Regions from separate parts of the Mus musculus genome. Here all the other regions are linked to region 1. The links are chromatin contacts, called in public Micro-C and promoter capture Hi-C maps. All regions are on one chromosome and are shown on one strand. The core of a region is the stretch at or near the end of the contact, and the rest is flanking DNA. Distances in the headings are between cores, read along the strand shown.

Region 1 (4,082 bases), core at 551-3,050:
GTGGAGGCCATAGTGTTTGAGGTGACCACAGTATGGAGTAGAAGAAGCCCACCTTCGGTATTAGTTTCCTACTAGGAGGGGTGAGGGTATCTTTGGTGTCCAACCAGACCTGCAGAGGACCTGGAAGAGATGTATGGGTGAAGGGCAGAAACTCACTTTCCCCTGTTGTCTTCCACCCTTAAGGCCCCTGTCTTCCTCATACTTCCAGCCCCTCGAGCCCAGATCCACGTCTCTCAACTGGAGTAGACTTGGGCCTCCAGCAACCTGAGAGGCCTGTAGGAATGAGCAGGTCAGGTGAGGGAAGTGTATAGTATTGCAAAGAAGCCTAAGCGGCAGAGAGTTCCATAAGGGTGTATCAGGAGTTCCTTGGCACAGTAGACAAGAACTCAAGTCTTTGTGCTTTTCAGGGCGCTTCGTGTTTAAGGTGTGCAGTATAGCATGGCTCTGAAGCGAGGGCAGGAAGAGCAGGTAGAAACTAGCTGGGCGAGGCCATTTGCTGTGTGGCAAGGGGCCAGGAAGGAGGAGACCCTGAGGCAGAATAGCTGAAGGTATCCAGATGAGCAGAGGAAGGTCTGCAGCAAAACACAGGGAGGGTCAAGGTAAAGGTGAGCCCGCAGTCTCCGCACTTCCGGAGGGCGTGGCCATCCTGTAGACCGCCGTTAAACTGGCAGGTGCCAAGGGACAGCTCTGCCCCTCCCTCTCACCTCACTTTCCTTTTCCGCACCGCACCCTCTCCCTCTCCACCTGCCTCTTCTTTCCTAGCTTTGAGATGCAGAGTACACGCAGTACTGTCTGTCCGCTGCTCCAACTATTTTTGGTGGCGACATCGAGGGCACAAAGCTTAGTTTGTGTCCGCTCGAGCGTTCAGGTCTCGCCCCAGCAATTCTTCCTGCCACTCGTCGCCTACAGGCTTGTCTCTGGATCACCGTTGGCAGCGTCCGGCCTTTGTCCGGCCCTCCTCCACACGCACTGGCGCACATAATGTGATCTTTCGCATCCGGCTTCCCACAGAGGCTGCTCTGGCTTCACCTAGGTTGTAGCCACGTAGTAGGCTCATGCCGGTTGCGGAGGATAGTTGCCGACTGCATGTCTTTCCCCGTGCATCAGGTTGCACTCTGGGTTCATTCTGCCATTGTCATGTAGCTACTGTGAATCCTTGCGGGATTCTCAAAGCTTACCAAGATTGCTCCTGAAGGGCTGAGTGCAAAACTAAGTTCAACCTTAAAAGAGAGGGCCGCACCCTTTTATGAAGTGGAGAATTTTCCTTAAAAACTGCTCTTCTAGTGGCTGGAGGAAGAATGAATATGGGGACAAGGAAGTCTGGGGCTGGCTGTACATGAGAGGGAGGATGGCTTTCCGAAGAGACTTCTGGCGACGTGGCCCCCGGAACTCCCCACCCACTTCGCAGGGCTCAGCTGCTTCTCGCGGAGGCCTGGCGACCCCTGGCGGCGGGTTCCTTCCAGGGCGGCTTCGCAGAGACACTCCCTTCGTGGCTGGGTGGAGCCACATTGCTCCTTCCTCCGCTCCTCCAGGGAACACCTCGGGCGCATGCGCGCCCTCCAGCCTCGCGCTTCCCTAGCCCGGGGTTGCTAAGGCGGTTGATAAGTCGAGGTGCTGATTGGTGAGTTCCAACGGAGTTGGCACCTCCAATCCCCGCCCCCGACCCCGGAAGTGCCTGCCTACGGGATAGACTGGTAGGCACTCAAACGCCAGAGTCATCGTTCATTGGGCCTGAGGGGAGAAGGCGGGCCTCATCCGGAACTGTGATTGGTCGGGGTCCCGAGCGGGCAATCCGAGGCTGTCTAGTGCTGGCTGTATGCGGCGGCGGCGGAGCCGGGTGGAAGGGGCTGCCCGGGCCCTGCCTGAGGCTGTCGCCGCGCTGAGTCGGTGCCTGCCTGCTGGGCCCAGCCCAGAAATCTTCCGCCGCGCCAAGTTCGATCGACCTGAGGCGGTGAGGCTATTCGAGTAGGCGGTCGGGGTCGGGGCAGGCGTTGCCTGGGCTGATGTAGGTGACACCTGATACCCGCTGACTACAAACTCCTCGTTTGCTTCAGGCTCCAGTGCTCTGGCAGCTTCTCTTGCGCGTGCTCTCACCGCTTGCTGCAAACAATACCTGGACCGACCTTGCCCCAGGTAAGCCCCGCCCTCTCAGAAAGCCGCTCCCCAAGGCTATTGTAGTTTTGTCTTAACCCACCAAGTCCCGCCCCATCAAAGCTCCTCTGTTGTTTCCTCCCTTCCTGCAGGCACCTGCTCCTCTCGCTGTTGCGCCCACTTCCATTAGTATAAGTTCCCACTAGCCTTTACCACGCTTACCTGGGTAGTAGTGGCTTTATCACTCCAGTGAAACGCTGAGACTGGCCAACCACTCACAGAAATCCTGCCCGTTGGTTATCACTTTGCCTCCTCATAGACTCTCAGATCTCGCCTCCTTAGTCCACGCTTAGCAGGTTCTAAGCTTAGGGGGTGCTCTCAGGTCCCCAGAGGGATCCAGGTGAAATCTCCAGGTTAGCACCCCCTGATCTGATCATTTCCCACTCCAGAGGCCCAAGCCTGTGTGGTGAAATCAGCACTGGGCTCCCAAGGCTACCCCAGGTCTGTGCTGCTACAATTTCCAGACGGCAGTTCTCAGGGAAGCCGGGAACTGCTGTTGGCCCTGTCTTGGCTCCTCGCCCGAGGACCCTTGCTTGAGCAGCTGCTTGCCCAGACCCGTGTGCAGCTGGGTGACCAGTTGCCCCAGTGGGAGGTGAGTATGTAATTGAGGGTGTCAGAGCCCTGCTTTGCCCAGAACCCGTGGATTTCTCCGGGCTTCCAGCTCATGTGGTATTTGCCCTTGGTGTGGTTCTCATCCAGCTTTGAAGCTGAGGATGTACGTCAGTAGTACAGCTTCCCTGTCCTGGTCCTTCCTCGAGATATGGGATGTATAGCAGGGCTGACTCTTGTTCCCTCTCTACTGTGAGGCCCCAACCAGTCCTGGTCCTCCTGCACCCTTTGTGGAACCAAAGAGCCCCGTGGATCTCCGACTAGTGGAATGGCTGATGGGAAGGCTGCGGTTTAGGTGGCGATGCCTGATCTCTAGTCAGCAGGAGCAGTGTATCCTCCTCAGCAAGGTAATACAGGCACATGGCTCTTCACCCTGTGCCCAGGCTGCCTTTCCCTGGGGTCCATCTCTGTCACCACTATTGGACCACTGGACTGCTGGGCTTATCCCAACTCTGACCTTTACAAGCAGGGACGGACCGTGCTTTACCTGTGTCCTGGTGAGCAAGGTGTGGAAGCCCTCGGTGAAGTTGTCTGGTGCCCTTCTGCAGCCTCTGCCCCCAGTATTACTGGGGTATCCTGAGCCCAGCTCTGTCCTTTCTGGTTATAAGTGGTCTCTAAAGGTGCCCATATTCGGCTGAAAGATCTTGCTGGGAGCTACTCCCCAGCCTGGCTATTTTACCTATTACAGATCCACCTGTACACGCAGGGATGCCACAGCCAACAGAGCCTTGGCCATCTTTCTGTTGCCGAAACAGAGATGCTTAGAGATCCAGAGAGCGGTCAGCAGGTGAGGATTGGCAGGGTGCTGCAGTGGGCGCTGCCTCATGGCAGGGTGTTTGGTCTGTTGGGGAAATACCCGGCTGGTGTTAGGCTTTGACAGCCAATCACTGTCGTTTGTTACTGTGGGTGGCTAGTGTCACAGTTGGGGTTCCGGAAGGGGACCACTGGAATGGGAAAACACTGCTGTCAGGTCTGAGATGAACCTCTAGTTCTACCTGACGTATCTGGAGGTAGGAAAGCCTGAGTGTGAGCAGGCCGGCTGTCCTTCAGAGCCTGGGGCTAGACTCACAGGAATCAGCGTGGGGAGGTTAACAGGAAGGCCAGGGTACTGGCCTGGATGTTTGTAGGCCTTAATCCTCCTTCGTTGCCCAGGAGCCATTTACTTCTTTCCAAGCATGGCTTTTCTAGGCAGTGGGCTCCTGAGCTTCCTGATAGACTTGAATCTTAAGAGAGCCGGGCTGGAGAGATGGCTCAGCTGTTAAAGAGTGCTGGCTGCTCTTTCAGAGGTCCTGAGTTCAATTCCCAGCAACCACATGGTGGCT
Region 2 (4,082 bases), core at 3-2,502, 7.4 Mb before region 1:
GATGGGGAGGGAGCTTTAGGAGTGAAAGGAAGCCCTAAGTGCAGGGGACCTCCAAAAGCTTCTTTCTTTTTTTTTTTTTTTTTTTTTTTGGTTTTTCGAGACAGGGTTTCTCTGTGTAGCCCTGGCTGTCCTGGCACTCACTTTGTAGACCAGGCTGGCCTCGAACTCAGAAATCCGCCTGCCTCTGCCTCCCGAGTGCTGGGATTAAAGGCGTGCGCCACCACGCCCGGCCAAAAGCTTCTTTCAAGAAGCTATGAGAAGGAAAAGGAATAGTTGGGCCTTTCTAATGATTACTCAGAACAGAATGGTGAGTGTACCCAGCCAAACCCCGTAAGAAGTGTGCCAGGGGCTGGAAATTTTAGGAAGGAAAAATACATTATCTTAAGATGAACCCAGCATACTAGGAATGGCTCCTTTTTCTGAGTATGGTCCAGTAACCCGAACTTCACCTGCCCAACTGCATTAACTCTTCAGCACAGAGACAAGGTCATAGTCACACCCAGAAGTATATTCCAATCTATCACATAAAATTGGTAGTGGTGTTTCACACCTGTAATGTCAACACTCAGGAGGTGGAGGCAGGAGGATCAGAAACTAAGGGCTAGTAGCTTCATGGGAGCCTGTCTTATAAAACAAACAAGAACAACAACAACAACAACAACAAAAAACCCGCCAAAACCCCAAAGGTTACTGTCAATTTTATTAAATTATTGCCTTGGTCCGGAATCCCCTGCCCTGCACATTTGGCATGAGAAGCACAGGTCTGGGCAACACAGATGCAGAGGGTCATCGTCAGGGGAGGGGATCCACGGCCACACTTCTGGGACAGGCTCTGTACTGGGCTCTAACACATTTAAGTCCTCACTCACATCGATGTTTAAAAAGCAGTTCTCCCACGCAGCGGAGGTGCAACTGGCACCGAACAGCTCTCGGTTCCAGGCATCCCCCGCGCTTGGGCTGCCCCGCACGTGGCGCCCGCTTGGGCCGCGCCCCCTTCTCATCGCTGCCACGGCTGCGTCACTCTCATTCGCCAGGACGGCGTCGCCAAGCGAATGAACTACAGCCTCTCGCTCGGAGCCTCCCGCACCCATCCCACGCTCTACCACGAAAGCGTGAGATCACCGGGGGGGGGGGGGGGGGGGGGGAGGGGGAGAAGCGCCGCTTCACGCCGAGAACTACATTTCCCGTCAGGTCTTGCGGCGTCGCGCAGCGCGCGCGCAGGCGCGCGCTCGGTGTGCGTGGCGGCGTCAGCGGTTCTAGAACGTTGCTGTGGTAGCGCTCGGGCGCCATGTTAGGACGAAGGGGAAGGAGGAGAAGCGCTTAAAGCGGCGGGGCACGGGTGCAGGACTGGGTTGGCCCCGGGGCTGAGGTAGGCTGCCGTCCTTCCCGCCTCGGTGGATCATGCCCAGGACGGCAGCGGTCGCGGGGGGGAAGTGACTGGGCGGTGCCGGCGCCGGAGACGATGCCGTTGTAAGTGATTGGCGTGCTGAGTGAGGCGCACGCCGGCCGGGCCCCGGGGGTGGCGGAGGGGGAGGGGAGGCGCACGGGCGCCCCGGGCCGCGGCTTCCGGCCCCTCGGGCGCGGGGCCCCCGCAGGATCCCCAAGCGGAACGGCGCCCGGCGCGGACTGGCGGGCCGCGGCTCCCGGGTTCCTTCCTGTCCCGGTTTCACCATGGCGCCGTCCAGCCCCCTAGTTCCCCACTTCCGCTTCCCTCGGAGCGGGTGAGGAACCGGGGCCGGGAGGGAGCAGGCCGCGCTGGCGGCCCGGGGGCAGCTTCCGGAACGGCGGGCTGCGGGGCGGCGCCGTCCCTGCTTTGTTGTGACTAGGCAACCTGGCTTCGGCGCGCTACCTGATCGCTCCCGCCCTTGGGTCACTTGTGTTGTGATTGCGAGTGTACGCTTTGAGCTAATTCACTTAGGCCTTCTAATGTCGCTAGGTCTACTTTACACACTTGACCGTGATTTTTCTTTACTTAATTTCCCCCCTCCCCCCTTTTCTCCTAAGAAAGATATTTGGAAACCGGTTGTTGGGATTCGAAAGTAGATGAGGGTTTTATGTTCCAACTAACCTATCTTGGCGAAAAGGCTTTAGGTCGTGCGACTGCTTTTCTTCCAAACAAGAGAGGCAGTTTTGGACGTAGCCTCAATGTGACAGATCTAGGGTTGTACTTACTAATTTAAAAATGGATTTCATGCGCTTTTCTTTCTCACACACTAGCTTGCTAGCTTTACTCGACCCTGATGTTTAGTCCAGAGACCTGTCAGCTGTATTTCTGTAGTGATAACATTTGTTGGGCTTAATTAACCACAAAGTTCCCTTTGACTCCTTATTCATGGAACAAGGGTAAAGGAGCACGAGAATAGAATCTATAAAGATGTTTGGTGTTTTTCAGTGGGGTTCAAGTAGATGTGAGTGAGTGAGGTGTTGTCACATGATGACCTTGTATTAGCTCATCCAGACTTTTTTCTGATACATCAGTGCTTAAAAAAAGATATGGTTGCACACTCTAAAGGGAAGGCTTCGGATTAGAAATGTTATCTTGTGTCTGGGAGTGAAGGTAGGAGGGAGAGTACAGGTTTCCTGCAGTTTTTATTTCAGTGCACTTCTGAAAGTGGAACGGTACAAGGAGGCTGCATGAGCACCGCACATGTCCAGGTCTATGCTTGAAGTTCTTCAGTCTATTTCCTTTAGGTTTAAAAAAATGGAGCCAAGACAGATGGACATGCACATGACCCCTTTTTTTTGTGTGTTTCATGGGATTTGAACTCTATAGCCAGTTTCTTACAAGCTGTTCTATCTCCATCCAGAGTGTACTGGGACTTTTAATCCAGGGAAACCCAAGACTGCCTGGCTGAGGAGGACAGGCCTGCCTTCCTCCTCATTACTTTGTTTCTTGAGGGCTCTGTCCCTGAGCTCACCTCTCCATGGGACGCCTTGTTCTTCTGTGTGCCAGCATCACTTGCCATGATTTTTACTTTTGATCTTTTGAATTGAGATTTCCTGGATAGTTTGTGTTTGGTATCCAGTGTGGGTTTTGGTGTGCCTGTTAAATTTAGACAATGTAAGTTGGGATTGAAGCATAGACAGTTCAGGTGAATGGTCAGAATGGACTGAGTCGTTACAAAACATTCTCAAAGGTATATGGTTTGTGTATAATTACATACATAATTTGGAAAATGCTGGTACCTTTTGATTGCCATAGTGGTGAAACTTAGAAAAGTTATGGAGGAAGCTAAAGCTTTTTAAAATACTTGAAATTTCTGCATTCTCCATTAACAGAGTTTCTCACCTCAGTGCTGTAACCCTGGTAATTTCTGGAGGGCCCTTCCCACGTCTTGTTGGGTGTGTAACAGTACCTCTGACCTGCTTAGTGGTTGCCAACGGCTTTACCCCAGGAACTTCTCACAGTGGCAAACGCACAGATGTCCCCAGACTTTTCCAGATGTACTCTGAGGGACTTTGTTCGTGGTTTAAGAACCACTGCATTAACACAAAGTATATATCATTATAGACATTTTATTCTCTGTGCCATATGCTAGTGTCCACATCTTTCTTTGTACCAGTACCAGTGACTTAGCAAGTGTCAGAATGTTGTTGAAGTTGTTGGTAGAACTATTTAGTGAGACTTAAGACAGTAGTTCTTCTAAGTGTATAAAGGACTTTTACTGGTAAGAAAATGGGGCAGGGAACTTGCCTAGAGTCAAAGGTGGGAGTGGGTGGGTAGGAGAGTGAGGGGGGTATGGGGGACTTTTGGGATAGCATTGGAAATGTAAATGAAGAAAATACCTAATTAAAAAAGAAAAGGAAATAAGGACAAAAAGTTTAACACAATTCCATTCAAATAAAATTATAACTAACATTACAAAAAACAAACAAACAAAAAACCCAAAAGGTAGAGCTGGGTCCTGCTCGGGAATATGATGTGGCTGTGCCTTAGCATGGTCTGCTGGTGCATTACTGGGATCCTTTTTACCCGGTTGAGAGCTTTTGTTGGTTCTGTAATCTCAGCTCTAGAAGTGGGGGAGAGGGTTTTGAGTACAACTTAAGCTACATGATAAAAGTAAAATCCCATCTCAAAGACA
Region 3 (4,082 bases), core at 718-3,217, 5.1 Mb after region 1:
TCCAGTCCCTCCTCCAGCAGTCACGTTATTTATTACTGGCAAAGCTAAAGTCACTCCTCCAATGTTAATTGGTAGGGTTGTTACAACTTGAGCCTGAGTACCAGGAAGGGTCTGCAATTGCAATGGTATTGAAACGCCAGGTCTAATTTGTACTGGAACTGTCTGATTTGCCAGGTTTTGAGCAAGGATATTCCCAGAAGCTGTCCTGTTAGCAGCCGTGAGGATAGCTTGATTATTACCTGCAGAAATGAGCTGAATTTGACCCTGCAAATCCTGTAGAGATGAACTACTAGTTGGGTTGATTTGAATTTGCTGGCCTTCCACCGTCTGAAGTTGGGGGATCACTTGGTACTGTACACTACCGCTTGGGTTTTGTACTTGTATGACTTGAAATTGATTAGGGGTGGAAGGATTACCTGATTTAGTTTTTGTAGGAGAGGAACTCCCGTTATTACTGCTGGAAGAACTAGATGAACTAGAAGCTGGCTGAGAAACGTTATTTTCTTTTGAAGCAGGAGGAGTGGAGGCAACAAGTTGCCAAGCGTTTCCAGCAAGCTGCGTCGTCACCAGTTCTAGCTGCTGTGGCTGATTCTGAAGTTGCACCAATCCTTGGCTTGGATCTATAATAATCTGCTGTTGTCCAGTTGCTTGATTTTCACCAGGAGTCCCTATTTTGCTGCAAGTAGCTGCCAGTAAAGCCAGAGGAGAGGGCTGAGAGTCCTACCCAAAATGGGAGGGGAAAGGAGAGGGAGGGGAAAAAAGTGGGCGGATTTAGTGGAAGACAGCAGTCGGGAGGGGGTTATTTATTTTGAGAGCTCTAAGTATCAGAACACACTCAATAGGCAGCAGAATTAAAAAGGAAATATGAACAAAAGCAGGTGATAGAAGCTATATGAATAAAAAGGCAAGTCCTATTACATAAAGTTTAAATAAAAAGGAATTTTCTGGTAAACTTTCTTAAAGTGTTATTCTTCTAAACTCAAAATGCCCTTGGGAAAATAGACACCTTCTTCTAACAGTCTGAATTCCTGGTGTAATATAAACATCGTTATAGCCTCAACGATGGGAAATCTTCAAGAATTTACGATTTAAGTTCCTCACTCAGAAAGATGCTTTGAATGGATAAACATTTTTATTCTGTTCTTTACTTCTGGGTACTTAAAGAGCATAACTCCCTCTCTTCCCTAAAGCTTTGTGTTGAATTTTCTTTTAACGTTTGCTTTTACCTGGGAGCCTGAGGTTTTGGGTTTTTTATTGTTATTCTCTGGCTCAGAGGTTTTCCCTCCTTCTGTAGCCATCGCCGCTGCCGCCTCCTCCTCCTCCTCCTTCTTCTGATCTGCAACAACCCCCCACCACCACCAACACACACGACAACAGGTTATTAGGATTATTATTATTCGTTCTCCTCCCTTCTTCCCCCTCCCTCCTCTTGAACATTAATCTCCGTAAACCCGCGATCCGTGCACACCGGCAGGGGGTGGGGGAGAAGGAGGGTAGGGAGGAGGGGGCTCTCACGAAACGTGGTTTGAAACCCGACCCATAGGCTCCAGAGCAACACCCAGAAGGAGGTTGTTCTAGCTCAGACATTAAGACAAAACACAGCCCTCCTTCCCTCCCCCTGGTTCCCTCCCGCCCTCTCCTCCTCCCCTTCCAGCATCTCGGCGGCCCCGGGGGAGGGGGAAGCGAGCAGGGTCTGGGGAGGGAGGGACGAAGGGAGGCGGTGAAGGAGACCGAGGGGGGTGGAGAATACGTACCGCTCATCCCGCATTAACAGGACAAACCCTCTCAGAGACACTGGGATAGAGGTGGGTGGGGGTGGGGGCGAGGCGGGAGGAGAGGCCGGTCCCGCCCGCCCGCGGTGGCTCGGAGGAGGCTGTAGCTGGCACAGGCTCTGCCTCTTTTTCCGCGAATGGCCGCCGCTGGGCTGTGGCGTAGCAGCTCCTCTCTCCGCCCGAGCCCGGCTGACTCGCCCTTGATTGACAGCGGCGGCGCGCGGCGAGGGCGGCGGCGCGGGCCGGGGGGCGGAGCCAGGGCGGCGCGAGCGCGGCGACTCCCCACCCCCCTCGGCCTGCCTCCGCCGGCGCCGCCGACTCTCCACCCCTTCCCCCAGCGGATTGGCCGCCGACCTGCCGGGGCCGGGGCGCTGGGGCCGCCCTTTCTCCTCCCCTTTGCCCGGCTGGTGCTCGCTGCTGTTCGGCTTCTGCCTTCCCGGCCCGCGGAGCGTGCCCTCTCGGTGAGCTAGCTGCGGTTTGCTGCCGGCAGGCCCTCCATACAGCCAAACTTGTTGTCTCAGGATATCCCGCCCCCTACTCAGTTCCCGGCGCCCTCCACTCAAAAGCGCGCCGCAGCATCCTGCGAGGGGCCGCGGAAGGAAGACATGGAGCTAGGCTTAAGGGAGAGGAGCGGGGCGAGCGCGGGGAAGCGTGAGCTCCCTGCGATCCCGTGGTCTGAGTGGACTGCCAGCTGCCCCCTCGGCGTGAGCATGGCTTTTCCTAAGGCGCATCCGGACCCGGGCGCCCTTTTTCCCTGGCTCGGCTCTCATTGGATGAGGCCGCTGACGCACAGTGAGTCGTGGGAGGAGGCGGGCGGGCCTCTCCCGCAAAGGCTTTCGGGCCTCGTAGTTTTTGACGGCTATTCCGATTGAGGCACCGCCTTCCTCCCGCCCCCGAACGCGGCCTGGCTGCGGAGCCTAGAGCTGCCCGAGGGGGCGGTGGCAGCAGGGCGTGGCCGGGGCCGAGTGGGAGTTGAACCCCGCGCGGGGGGGAGGGAGAAATGGGTGTTGTTTGCCTGGGCCTATCGGCCGAGTGGGGCTGCCCGAACCGCCTCTGCCACCGCCCCCTCAGCTGAAAGCCGCTCCCCGCGGGGCGAGCTCACACCCGGAGCGCGCGGCGATTGAGCGGACCGAGGTGTTGGGAGGCGGGGTCTGGTGTCCTCGGGGTTTGAATGAAGCTGACTTGGGGTACATCCCCTTCGCCCTGCTTTCTTTGCTCACCTAGCTTGCCGGGGCCTCCGGTCTCAGCGCGAGGCCTGTGTTCCCACCGAGCAGGAGCTTCCATTTTATTTGTCGTATCTCTGGCTGGCTGCTGGTGCAGATTAGTGACTTGTCTTCTAGGGTGGCCACGAGTGCGCCTTAGAGTCTGCGTTCTTGGCGCGCTTCTCGCTCCTAGAGGTCTCACAAGGTTGTCCGGGCAAAGGAAAGCCTGGCTGCATGTGGGTCAGCTCTGGTCATGGTTTTAGCGTAAGCTTCTAGGCAAGTGGAATTCACAGCTAGCTGCGCAAAGCACTTTGTCAAATGCTCCTGAACCGGCCCCTAGCTTCTCTCCAAAGACATGAAATCAAGATACCAGGGACCGACCATATGAGCGACTGATGAAGTGTACCAAAGCTGGAAATAAGTCCCTAAAAAGAACCTTGGGACAGGACACCATTACACACTAGGCTTAAAGCGTTCCACATTTATTGACGTGGACCCCACATTCAGCTTTGGGTGTTTTTGTCTGGTGCCTGAGGTCTGACATATTGTAAGAGTGAGTGAGGAGTCTGGTTCTGTACTTTACTAGTGTTTCCTTGCTCAAGTATTTAGGGTGATGACAAAGCTGTAGCAGTAAAGTAAAGAAGCTGGAGTAAATTACAATGTTGCCTACTCCATTTTATGAGCTGAAGATACTATAGTAATCTCCTCCCATACACATCCCAATTCACTAGATCTTAGAAAGCTCAGAAGTGCTTGCTATATTATAGATACACAGTCTCACCTCAAGCACCGCCCCGATCCAGTTCGCCATAGTGACTGAAGACCAGGCATGAATTGGAGAGTTCCTTGTGGTTCTCTTTAGACAACTTGCCTTAGAGAAGTAATCGCAGCGTATTTAGATTTACAAAATGTCCTAAAGGTTCTGCTCCCTGTTGGTAAGTACTGGTATCCAGGAAACAGGGACAACCCTAACTTTTCTGAGGACCAAGAGCTGCAAGTTTCTAGCTGAATGTTTGCATCCCCAAGACCTAAACTCTGATACTGGGACTCTGTCCCTTGATTTTTGGAGTCAAGAGTCTTTGGTGCATTGTGGTTAGATGAGGTCACT

Evidence for each region. Promoter capture Hi-C pulls out the DNA fragments that hold promoters and counts their contacts. Hi-C and Micro-C count contacts between places; a contact is called where the count stands out from the background.
Region 2: a contact with region 1 is called in a promoter capture Hi-C map of cranial neural crest. The contact joins the promoter of Papola here to the promoter of Tedc1 in region 1. A contact is called at or near these places in 1 of 39 promoter capture datasets (cranial neural crest) and 1 of 484 Hi-C or Micro-C datasets (muscle stem cells).
Region 3: a Micro-C map of embryonic stem cells shows a contact between it and region 1, with 10 times the contacts expected there. The contact joins the promoter of Sp4 here to the promoter of Tedc1 in region 1.

What each region holds. Positions count from the first base shown.
Region 1 is chr12:113,154,621-113,158,702 of GRCm38.p6, forward strand. Tedc1 (tubulin epsilon and delta complex 1) reads left to right here and starts at 1,801. Exons shown (of 8, transcript NM_134041.3): 1 at 1,801-1,951; 2 at 2,055-2,133; 3 at 2,541-2,743; 4 at 2,958-3,107; 5 at 3,449-3,547. The coding sequence starts at 1,817.
Region 2 is chr12:105,783,445-105,787,526 of GRCm38.p6, forward strand. Papola (poly (A) polymerase alpha) reads left to right here and starts at 1,253. Exons shown (of 22, transcript NM_011112.4): 1 at 1,253-1,470. The coding sequence starts at 1,463.
Region 3 is chr12:118,299,473-118,303,554 of GRCm38.p6, forward strand. Sp4 (trans-acting transcription factor 4) reads right to left here and starts at 1,968. Exons shown (of 6, transcript NM_009239.4): 1 at 1,755-1,968; 2 at 1,227-1,336; 3 at 1-720. The coding sequence starts at 1,761.